Regions from separate parts of the Lactuca sativa genome. Here region 1 is linked to region 2. The links are chromatin contacts, called in public Hi-C maps. All regions are on one chromosome and are shown on one strand. The core of a region is the stretch at or near the end of the contact, and the rest is flanking DNA. Distances in the headings are between cores, read along the strand shown. Region 1 holds the start of LOC111904670 (clavaminate synthase-like protein At3g21360). Region 2 holds the start of LOC111904688 (multiple RNA-binding domain-containing protein 1-like).

Evidence for each region. Hi-C and Micro-C count contacts between places; a contact is called where the count stands out from the background.
Region 1: a Hi-C map of leaf shows a contact between it and region 2, with 5 times the contacts expected there. The contact joins the promoter of LOC111904670 here to the promoter of LOC111904688 in region 2. A contact is called at or near these places in 3 of 4 Hi-C or Micro-C datasets (leaf and seed).

What each region holds. Positions count from the first base shown.
Region 1 is chr4:174,516,765-174,522,933 of Lsat_Salinas_v11, reverse strand. LOC111904670 (clavaminate synthase-like protein At3g21360) reads right to left here and starts at 1,909. Exons shown (of 3, transcript XM_023900410.3): 1 at 1,478-1,909; 2 at 1,042-1,295; 3 at 256-947. The coding sequence starts at 1,858. The coding sequence ends at 578.
Region 2 is chr4:174,307,270-174,312,939 of Lsat_Salinas_v11, reverse strand. LOC111904688 (multiple RNA-binding domain-containing protein 1-like) reads left to right here and starts at 3,586. Exons shown (of 1, transcript XM_023900420.1): 1 at 3,586-3,957. The coding sequence starts at 3,586. The coding sequence ends at 3,957.

The sequences.
Region 1 (6,169 bases), core at 660-3,159, 210 kb before region 2:
AATACTTCATGCAAGTAATGGTAACTGAGATAATATTCAAAATTAATTTTAATTACAAGTATTTTGGGCTTTATTGTTCCAAAAAAAAAATCATAGATTAATTGTAAATAATATTAAAATATAAGGATAATATTTGAAGTTTTTTATGGGATTTTCCACATGATAAAAAAAAGTACACGACCATGAGTCGTCTCAAGGAGCTTTTCAGAATCTAAAAACATAACAAGAAACTCAAGATATGAAAAGATAAGCAACTTTAATGAAATGATAGTTTATTACTATAAAACACCAATGACGATATTACATTACATTCATAATTAATAACACCACAAACAAACAGAAGAATTTTGGACCACGTATAACATTTTACATCATCATCTCCACCCACCTGGCATCAACCCACAAGGATCGATCGATGCTGTTTTATTTTAACAGAGTATTACACAAACCAAGAATACCAAAAAAAAAAAAAAAAACAAATATTTATGAGCAAATTGAAAGCTGCAAAATACACCATGCTTTTCTTCTCTTTCTTTCTTTCTTGAATGTTGAATCATTCACGGATCTTTAATCTCCCTCACTTGCAAAGGGATACGAGAACACGGCGTGGTGGCGTTATGAGTGGCTTGCGGCTGTGAAGAACCATCAAATTATTAACAAGCATAACATCACCTTTCTTCCAAGGAATCGCAACACACTCTTCATCCAAAATTCTCAAACAGTCTGCCATGGCTTCATCCGAAAGAGGTTCACCATTTCCAATCTCAATAGATCTATTCGGATCATAGAGTTCAGGGTTCGCTGGGCCTCCATAACTATTTGCCAGACTATTGAACCATGTTTTCCGTTGACTTCCCTTGTCAAACTTCACCGCCGGCACCGGACCGGTGATAGTTCTTACAGAATTATTCTCCAGCCATTCCAACTTTGTTCCTTGCTTCTCCGCCCTATAATGGATCAACATAAACTTAAATTCGAGATCTTAAATTTCTTTCTTGCGTTAATAAATTATTATAATGGTTAATGGAGAGAAATGCAAACCTTTCTTCTGCTACTTTCTTGTCGGTGGTCATGTACGCCGACTTCCACCCGCTGCCGGTGAAGGATGACTGTTGGTTATCGTCTGTCATTATTTTTGTATAAATGACTCCATGCTCCTCTAGTTTTGCAACGAACTCTGGGTGCTTCTCTTTCATCTTATCATATATGATATGGCTTAAAACTATTGGAGTTTCTCCTCCAGCTAGTGGTGCTTCTTCACAAAAGAAAAATAACTTCGATGGGTAGTCTGGAACCTGTTTCAAATTAAAGATAAATTAAGCTCAAGATTAGTAACAAATATTCCACAAGTTTTAAATTTTAATCAATATGACTGCGTATCATGCATGAATTAATCACGTCTTGTTTGTGCATCATGATACTACAAATCTAAGAAAGTGAGAATTAATTAATGAAGTTGGATGGATAAGGAATTTACATAGGCCATCTCGTGGTGGAAAGGAATTGTCTTATCTTGAGGAGCTTCGTTGGTGGTGTAAACCCGGCCGAGAATTTGGGTTCTAGGGGCTCGGCCACCGACATAGAAGGCTTCGGGGAAGCCAAAAGCTTCGACAATGTCATTGAAGTCGGAAGTGGAGGTAACAGGGAAGCCTCGGAAGAGGATAGCACCTCTTTTCTGGAGAAGAGACTCCAGCCATGGCTTGTGAGCTTTAATCGCTTCTTCAAACCCACTGAGTTTTGCTTTTGTAGTAAAATCAGTGTTGGAGATTGGGGTTAACACCGCCGGGAAGAGAGCACCATCGCCGTCGGGTTTTTGTTGAGGTAATTCTATTTCTCTAAAGAATTTGCCGGAACCCATTTCGATTGTGTGTTTGTGTTTGGGGTGGAGTGGAGTGGGATACTTGGCATGCATCGTACATTGGGCTATATATAGGGATGATCATGAAATTTACGCGTGTGATGCTTAAGAAATGAACATGTTTTTAACTAATAATATAGAAAATCATCATTTTCATAAATAGTCACCAACAAATTATGCAAGTTCCGTACTATAAAAACCTTAAAACAATTTTTTTTAAATGTATTTTATTAAGAAATTATTCACACCTTGAAAAATACAAAAATGTTATACATGGTTTTAAAAAAAATATGTTTGGTCCTTAAATTTTTCTTTAAAATATATTCTGTGTAATTTGAAATTTTTTAATAAGTTGTATTTATGGCTAACATTGTATATTTTTGTTTGTTAAGTTTGAACATGTGACAGTGAAATCGTCTTTTATGAATCACATGAATCATTTTTTAAAATTATGTAATTGATATCTATATGTTTGGGATATGATATGTGTTTATTTAACTATGTATTTTATATCATTATTTTAATATAGTTGAGTAAAAATGTTATCTTTTAAGATATATAATATTAAATATGCTTTCAAATGTTCAATTACAGTTAAAATTGGAGCTGAGATGCAAAATGGGGACACCGAAGTTGAAAAAGACACAAAATGAATGTTGCTGGACAGATTGACACATCTTTAGTATTTTGGTCATATCTAAGCACTCGTAACCCCGATTGAAGGGTTTCAAGATGTTTAGAAAACTAGACAATTTTCAGACAACTTCGTGTTGGTGCCAAATTCGGATTCCCAGTTCCTATGTTGTGGCAAAGACATTTTTGGGACGAGGTGAATCAAAAATTTGCGTACGTGACGAAAACCTAATGTCCCAGTTTGACAAGTCTTTTTCCACTCCGTGGCGATGCTGAAACATATAAATTGAGTCCAAAAATTAACCCGAATGACATATCTTACAAAATCATTTGGTTTCTGCAAAAATAAACCCCCAAACTGCGATTTTGAAGGTTTAGAAGGCAGCTGGAGGGCCATTAAACTCATATGGAGCAAAGATTTGAATGATTCAAGGGCAGATTCGTGATGAGAAACTTTTGGCTTTGATTTTCTGATCACGATTAGTATTCCAATTGTGTTTCTTTTGTTTTTTTATTTTCTGAATTTAGGTGTTAAAACCTTTTGCTTTTGTTTGGAGTAGATGAATATCGATATATGCGTTGAAATAAATAATTTGGGTTTTATTAGTTTTGTTATTAATTGTGTTTGATTGATTGCATCACCTATGATGTTAAAGTTATGATTTTTATTGTTTGCAACTGAGTTATGTATAGTTTAGAAGAACAATCTGATTACATCGACTTGAATATTAACTGTTTTATCACTATAGACTTTAGTTACTAGAGATCGAACAAATCATAGGGTTATGTGATATTAATTGGTAATTTTTACTGTGTTAGAGAGTTTATGTACCTATTCTATGTTTCAATTGATTGTCACGACCATTGATGAGAAATCACTAGGTCATATATTTCATATTCCGAATATATATTAAATTAATCATGTATTCCCTAATTACATGATCATGGTGTTAGTTGTTCAGTAATTATTAGTAGTAGAAAATCCGATCAAGATAACTCGTCACATTAGAATTTGGTAACCAACTAACAAATTCATTGGACAATTAACGAATTTAACCATGATTTTAAGAAGTAATCCAATTTAAACCAATGTATCAGAGGTGATTCGTTTCTAATCAGTTTATCTAGTTTGTTAGTTATTGATAACTTAAGATTTAATAATCAAAACACCTTTTTATTGCTTTCTTTTATTTGGAATAACCTATAATAGAAAATTTTATTATTAATTCAATACCGTTCCCCTTGAGTTCGACATCACTTCTTATCAAAATCTATACTATACTCGATCAGGTTCACTGCCAGTAAGGTGTTGGTGTAGATGTGATACACTAGGAATTATAAATGAAAAACTAGTGCATTAAAATACACATCAAGTTTTTGAAGCCGTTGCCGATAAATGGTTTTCACTTAATTTAGTTTATTTGATTTTTCGTTATTTGTTTTTACATTTTTAGTTTTATTTTTATTTTCTTTCATAACATGCCACTTGTTGGGAAGGTTTTTGGTATCTACAGGAATTCATGATCATACACATTCTTTGGGTTTTCCTTTTGCCTGGGATTCACGATTACAAACTACTAGGGAATTCTTAACTTGTTTAGCCTACTACTTTGGTGATTTGTCAAACTCAATCCATGAGATATGGTATAGAAAGACGTATCACGGTGGTTAAGTGGAAGATCGAACTTTTGCTAATCTTTACTAGTTGGGTCAACATTTATTCTACTTATTAGTTAATGGTGTAAAGAAAACAAAGGAAATAGCCTAACGGGTCCCGAAAGTTTTTGTTTGCACAAACCACTTCTTGCATGCAAGAGATTTACTCAATAATTGTATCTTGATTTCGACGAAGACAAGTGATTATGATATCGTTTTTAGTTATTTTAGTTTGGTAGTTTTAAGTTTTAGCTATTTTAGTATGGTTTTACTTTTATTTTGTTATTTTTAGTTTGTTCAAATTTGTTCTCTATGTTGATTCTCCTTGATGTTTTAGATCTTTGTAGAATTATATTTTCGTTCAGATGCTTTCAGTAATTTGAACAATTCAGACTAACTGTGATTTCATCACGAGAGATACTTCAAGAGAGGCGTTACATCACATAAGTGTGGGGTCACTTACCCACACCAGATAGGGATCGAGACTTTATTAAAGTCAATTACTGGAGGGAAGAGCATCTACGAGAGAAAATATGAGTGCTTGGCCAACACAACTCGAGTTGATTTTTATTCACGAGAGGCATTGCATCACATAAGTGTAGGATCACTTACCCACACAAGATAGGTACCGAGACTTTACTAAAGTCCATTACTAGAGGGAAGAGCATATATGAGATATTATACGAGTGTTTGGCTGACACCAATATAGTTGCTTTTTATTCAGTTTTTGTGATGTGGTCTATGTACAACTATAATGCGGTAAAATCTTTTTGCTTAATGAAGTCCTTACATGAGTAGAAAAGAACATCATATCCATTTTTTAGTTTCATTAAAAATCTAAAGCATTATCATTCTAACGCACATTTCGAAGCAACCCACTACAGTCGATTTCGTTATCATGACTAAATTCCCAAGGCAAGTTCGTTTATTTTCTCTCTCTTTACTATATATAATTTAATTGTTATTATATGCAATGAGAACATTGTATAATTTAGGTGTGGGGTATGGGGATTGCAAAAAGAAAAATAAGCATGGTTGGTTTTTAAAAAACACTTATGCTAGAAAAAATGAAATAATAAAGAACTAAAACATGGTCTAACATAAAATATCTAGTAAATTTTAAAATGTAGTTTTGATATTATTGCATTAAGACTAAGTTTGCTAGTGTTGTGTGAGAGAATTTGATGAGAATTCTAAAGCTTAGTTGAACAAATATGTAATAATATATTTGTAGCTTCCAAGTTTTAGTTAAATTAACAGACAGTGTAAACTTATGTAGTTTGAGAGACAATATATGTTTTGCATTGTGAATATCTAGACAAAATAAAAAACATATCAGTCGATAATTTTTCTCTTGTGTCCTTTCTGTTAAAATAGAGTGAGTCAAGTTCCAAGTTTATTTGTTTTAATTTTCGCTTCGAATATATATATATATATATATATATATATATATATATATATATATATATATATATATATATATATATATATATTAAATAAGTAACAGTTTAGGAGTTGAGTAAATATGTGGCCTTTGAAACTTAGTAAGTATTCCCTCGAGGATATTTATATATATATATATATATATATATATATATATATATATATATATATATATATATATATATATATATATATATATACCTAATTATAAAAGAAAGGATGGATGGGGAAGAAAGTCGTTACATTGGTTTCATCGAAAGCCATGAACTCCATTAGTGGCCCAAGAGATTCTGAAGTATTGTTTGTTTTTTTATATGTGAAAGGTTAAATTGAATTATTGCAAAAAGATAAATTAAAAAAATAGTGGAAAAGTTGTAAAAATACGGAAAAAAATGTGAAAAAGATAAAAAGTTTCATGGAAATAATATTGTGTTGTAATAAATTTAGTTATAATTTTAGGAAAACTATTTTATATAGTATTTTCCTTTTTAAAGTTTAGTCATTTGGAATTTGAAATTAACTTTTGAAATGAAAGGGGTCAATAAAAGAGTATAAGTGTTAGGAATGCAAAAAATGAAT
Region 2 (5,670 bases), core at 2,337-4,836:
TGCTTGATTAAATAGATATACCTATATTTACTATAATCATTAGTAACATCACATAGTAGCGATTGGCATCCCCTATGGTAGGTTTGAAAGGACCATACACATCTGTATGGTTGAGGTCTAACAAATCTTCACCTATTTCACAAGTTCCTATGAAAGGCGACTTACTAATGTTGCCAAACAATCAAGATTCATATTCATCATATGTTTTTAGGTCAAACGACTCCAGCACTTTATCCTTTTGGAGTTGGGTGATCTGTTTCTTGTTGATGTGTCCAAGACGAAAATTCCATAAGCAAGCCTTGTCTAAATAATTAGAAGAATCAATACTAAAAAGTGAATTGCCTAGTTCATTCACACACACAACAGTTTCATACACACCATTACAAGGATAAGCTTTGAAAATAAATGCACCATTTTTATAATTTGAAATTGCACCATCATTATTATCAAAACTATAATGATAACCTTGTCTAAATAAAGCATGAAATGAAATTATGCTCCTTGTCAATTCTGACGAGTAACATCAATTGCTTAAATAACACCCAACACTTTTATCAAATATAAGCTTATAAATTTGAATTCGGGTAACAACTGACTTTCTCCTATTCCCCATGGTTAGATTTAGCTTCCCATGCTTGACCTCTTCACTTTCCTTTAGACTCTGCATATCAGAACAAATGTGGAAGCCAGATCCCTTATAAGGACCCAAGAATTTGAAACACAAGTGTTATTGATTTTGATAGAGTACATACCAAATGAAGATCTAGACACCTTGCCCTTAGCCCCTCTCACTTCTTATGGTCACTTGGGGCAACGTCTCTTCCAATGACCTTTCTGGACATAAAAAAAAGCACACGACTTCTTTTAGGTCACCGAAAGGTGGAGCATCAAAGTTGACCTTCCCCTTTAATCCACTATATTCTCCAGTGTGGGCTTTCCCTTTCCACTTGGGTTGGGAATGGGCCTTTCTCTTCTTGTTTTTGCCTTGTTAAATTGCCATAACTGAGGCAGTTGCAACACTGTTGGAATGAGACTTCTTCATTCATGCTTTAATTGTTTGCAATATATTGTGAAGCTCAATCAATGTGGTCTCATTATTTTTTAAATGATAGGTCAAGATGAATTGATCATAACTACTGGGTAAGGAATTGAGCAACATGTCAATGGAAAGCTCCTTGTAAAAGTTCACATTGACCTTTCCCAATCTTTCAGCGTGTCTCTTCATTTACGACACATGAGCACACATAGATTCCATATCTTTCAATTTGCACGCCATAAGGGAGTTGGTAAATTCATAACACTCTAGCTTTCTTGATGAACATCTTAGAAAGAGTCACATTCATTTCATAGGTACAATAGTCCTCATCGGTGTTTTGGAGCTCAGGTTCCATGGTTGCAATCATATTGCAAGCGATATTGGCAACGTCATTACTGTGATGGTTATATCCAACGAATTCCTCATGAGTTGCGAATTCTTTATCGATTTATAGGACTGGAGAGTCGAGAACATACATTATGTTCTCAGATCTCAACTTCATCTTCAAATTATGCAACCAGTCCATGTAGTTTATACCAATAAGCTTGTCTTTTGAGAGGACTGATAATAGAGTAAAGTTATGAGATGATGGAGGATGAAGATCACCATTTCCATACATCTGAAGCAGGAGATAAGATTTTAGTTGGTTGATTTAATCCTTATTATTTTAACCCAAATTAATATTCAAAACTAAGATCCATAAATACAATTCGTTATTAAGAAAAATGATGTTGTAATCTAATTGCAAATTTATTTTATATAGGTAAAGAATTTTACCAATTTAAATCTATTATGAAATTCCTAGATCTTTTGAAATACATTGAACTATTCAATGGATGTTTAATATCATATTTTTCTCTTCGATTTTTGATTGTGATTTCAAGGATCACAAACAAGATGTGAATAACCATGCAAACTCGCATGACATGCTCGATGACGTTTACGATCTCACATTGACATGACTGTTACACACGCTCCATCACAAACCACACATTTGTGTATGTGTCATCATTTCACATTTGTAGCCCCTCATTAGTGTGTCGGTTAACCATGCATGCTCTACTAATGACTTGCAAATAAATGATGTATGTTATCATGGATTAGCACACAATTTCACATTTTTCCTAAAGTAAATAGAGTGACATTTTTTCGAAGGTTCTAGTACTTTATATAGTATACTTTTAATGTGATTAGTGTCCTATCAAACCCGTTTGGCTAACGACCCTCCACCATACAAATAAGCAGTAGGTGAAAAAGACAATCATTCAACGGTCATCTATATGTCATTTCCTTATACCTCTCTTATAGTGTGACTTCGTGAATGACGCCTAGTATTGATTTGAATGACTTTTTAGTCATATATATAGTAATATACTATTATACATACATATACGGTGTATTTTAAAGCTTTTTAAATTACATGGTTCATTCATATCAATCTAATTAATCTTTAACTAATTAATAATTAAACTAAACAAGGTTTAAGAATTATCTTTAAATAAGCCTTTAATTAATTAATATCAATCTTATTAAAAGGATTATTATATTTCTTCATAAATGGAGAATTACCCTTTTTAAAAAACTTCATTTTATTCAAATTAGCATTTCTAATTATCTAGTCAGAATATTTAAATTTTAGACATTTAAAATAATATTGATTAACTAATAATTATACTATCTTTTGAATAAGGAAAGAAAATCCAGAAATCAAATTTTAGGCAGTCGTCGCATGTGGTAGAAGGCTGCCTATGTCGTGGCCATATTTGATTTCGATTTTTATTATTTTTCTGGTTTCATTTTTTATGCACTAGTAATTAAAAAGGCATAACTCTGATACCACTATTGGGTTTTTAGGTTACAATAACATTTTACATGCAAAATTTTACTTAACACTTAAGGGTGCAAGCAACCTAAATGGATTTATGGTTTTTCACAGTTACTAACAACCTACTTACGAAAAAAAACCATTGCCATAATCGAAATCATGGATAGATTAGATACATTTGTGCTAATTCGAATTAAGCTAATCAAGTGCTTGAAGTCTCCATGAAAAACTTCGCTCCAAAAGTATGGTAGCCTCTAATGTGTCACACCGAAAACGTGACGCAGCCTTAAGATTAAATACGACAGAGGGGAGAAGTGAGAAATTCAGATTTCTCATTGTGGAGGAGTGTATGCCGAAAATACAAGGGGTTGTGTCCCTTTATATAGCTGCCAGATAATCCTAGAAACCCTAGAGCTGAATTTAAAATAACAATATTTTAATCCAGTAATAATCTAGTTTCCGTTATCATTTGCATGCTTCCAAAAACCCTAGATAGGGAACCAAAACCGTCCCCCTCTTAGGTAGGTTTTAGATTCTCTCTATTGTTCAATTATTGAACAAATACAACTCATCTCTTATACCGTTAATTAAGTCTAACTAAACTAGAACTAATTCCAAATTAATTTTGATTAATTATGAATCAATTATTACTATTTCTAATTAATATAATCATATAATATATTAAAATATATCCAACATACAAAATGGCGATTGCGGGAGATGAATGGACGCAGGTTCCAGACGGAGGAGAAAACCACCGAAATCCCCCTTGGTCACTACTACGTTTGTTTCTAATCTACCGCTGAATGCTAACAAAGGCGAGCTATGGAGATTATTTGGGAACTTTGGTGAATTGTCGGATGTATACATCGCCCAAAAGAAAGATGCCAACAGGAGAAACTTTGCTTTCATTCGATTTAAGAATGTGAGAAATTGGAGGATTCTTGAAGCGGCCCTTCTGAACTTATCATTTGCAAGCAAAAATCTGCAGGTGAACGTCGCAAAATTTGAGCGGAAGCAAAAAAAGAGAGTACAAGATTTTCAATATAGAAGAGAACCGATAAATACCAAGGCCACTGCAGGTATAATGAATTGACATATATGGGGGAAGCGATCAGTATGGAGCATCTACACAGCCTAAATCCTGGTATTTCAATGGGTGATGATGAAGCTTTCTCTATGAAATACGCTGGCGGCCTCAAGGTATGTCTCAGTTTCAGATCAGTTGATGATGTTAATGCATTCTTAAGGGTCAAAGACGACTGGTTATTGAAGTTCTCTAGAGCAAACCAATATCATAATAATTTTGATCGGGTGACATGGGTGAAAATTTATGGTATGCCTTTAAAACTATGGGATAGGAGGAATTTTGATTACATAGCTGGAAAATTTGGTAGAGTCTTAGTACCATTCGAAGCTTCTCCTAAAGCAAGAGACTTATCACATGGGAGAGTATGTATTCATACGAAATCCCGTAAAAGAATTGATGATGAGGTAATTATCGAATGTGATGGGCATCTCCTGAATGTGAGTGTCTTGGAATACGAAGAAGAATGGCTCCCTCAAAATTCATCTGAGTTCGAGATGATTGAGGAAGATGACGACCAGGTCAATTTCAATGGTGATGATGACGATTCCGTAGGAGTCTCTGACACTGTCATGATTGAAGACGAAGTAGATGATATTGAAGACGGAGAAATTGTCGGGGATGATACAGAAAAGGTGGAGGATTCTTTCCAGGGGATAGCCGACGGTGACGAAATTGCCGACCAGATGGGGGAGATTGGAGGAGTCGGTACGGCTCCCATGCAGCCGGTTATTAATGAGTTGCCCAAAAAAAATAGTTCAGAGCCTGGGGAATCTCAACTGCCTCTAGGTAATTCCCCATCGGTGGTGAATAGTGGGAATTCCAAAACAGATAATCTGAATTCTTCAGATAATAATTCATTCGGAGAATTAAAAAATATGATACCCAATGGTTGTTTTGGGCCATTTAACTCCAAGTGGGTTTGTCCATCAAATGATGGGCCAGAGGTTGACGGAACTATTGGCCTGGATCTTGGAAAGCTTAATGAAGCAGGCCATTTAGATACCTTGGGGCCAGATCTTGATTTCATTGGATCCTACTCTAAACGTCGGAAAATTAGAAACATTGATCTAGGTGACAGAAATTTCCCCCCACCCCCAAATTTCGAGTCAGGAGCTCCTCATATGGATACCCAAATAATTAATTTAAACAATTCCCCTTCAAATCTAGCTTCAAATAATGTTCATCTTGACCCGACAATAATTTCTACCCCTGAGATTGTGCGCACAGCAAGGATTGGGCGTTCGATTGGGTTTGATATCAATGAGGAAAACGCAATCCTCATTGAAGCTATGGATGAGACTGGTGCTAGTAATCATACTCGATGAATATAGTTTTCTTAAACGTCCGTGGTCTTGGTGAAACTCGTAAGAGGGATTGGGTGCAATCGCTTCGTCGTCTTCATAAAGCCTCTTTTTTTGGTCTACAGAAAACCCATCTAGACGGGTCTCTTAATCGTGAGATGATTAGAGAATGTTGGGATGATTACAATTTTGAATTTGCATATGAAAATGCATCTGGGAGATCTGGTGGGCTGGTTTCTATTTGGGACAGGAATTACTTCACTTCTTCTGAGGTAATTAAATATCGTTCCTTTTTTATTGTTATTGGTATCTGTTCAGCCTTCTCTTGCACAGTGGCATTTGTAAATGTCTATGGTCCCCAATCCCCTTCTGAGAAGCACAAGCTATGGGAGGAGTTGCTTCTCATCAAACATTCTCG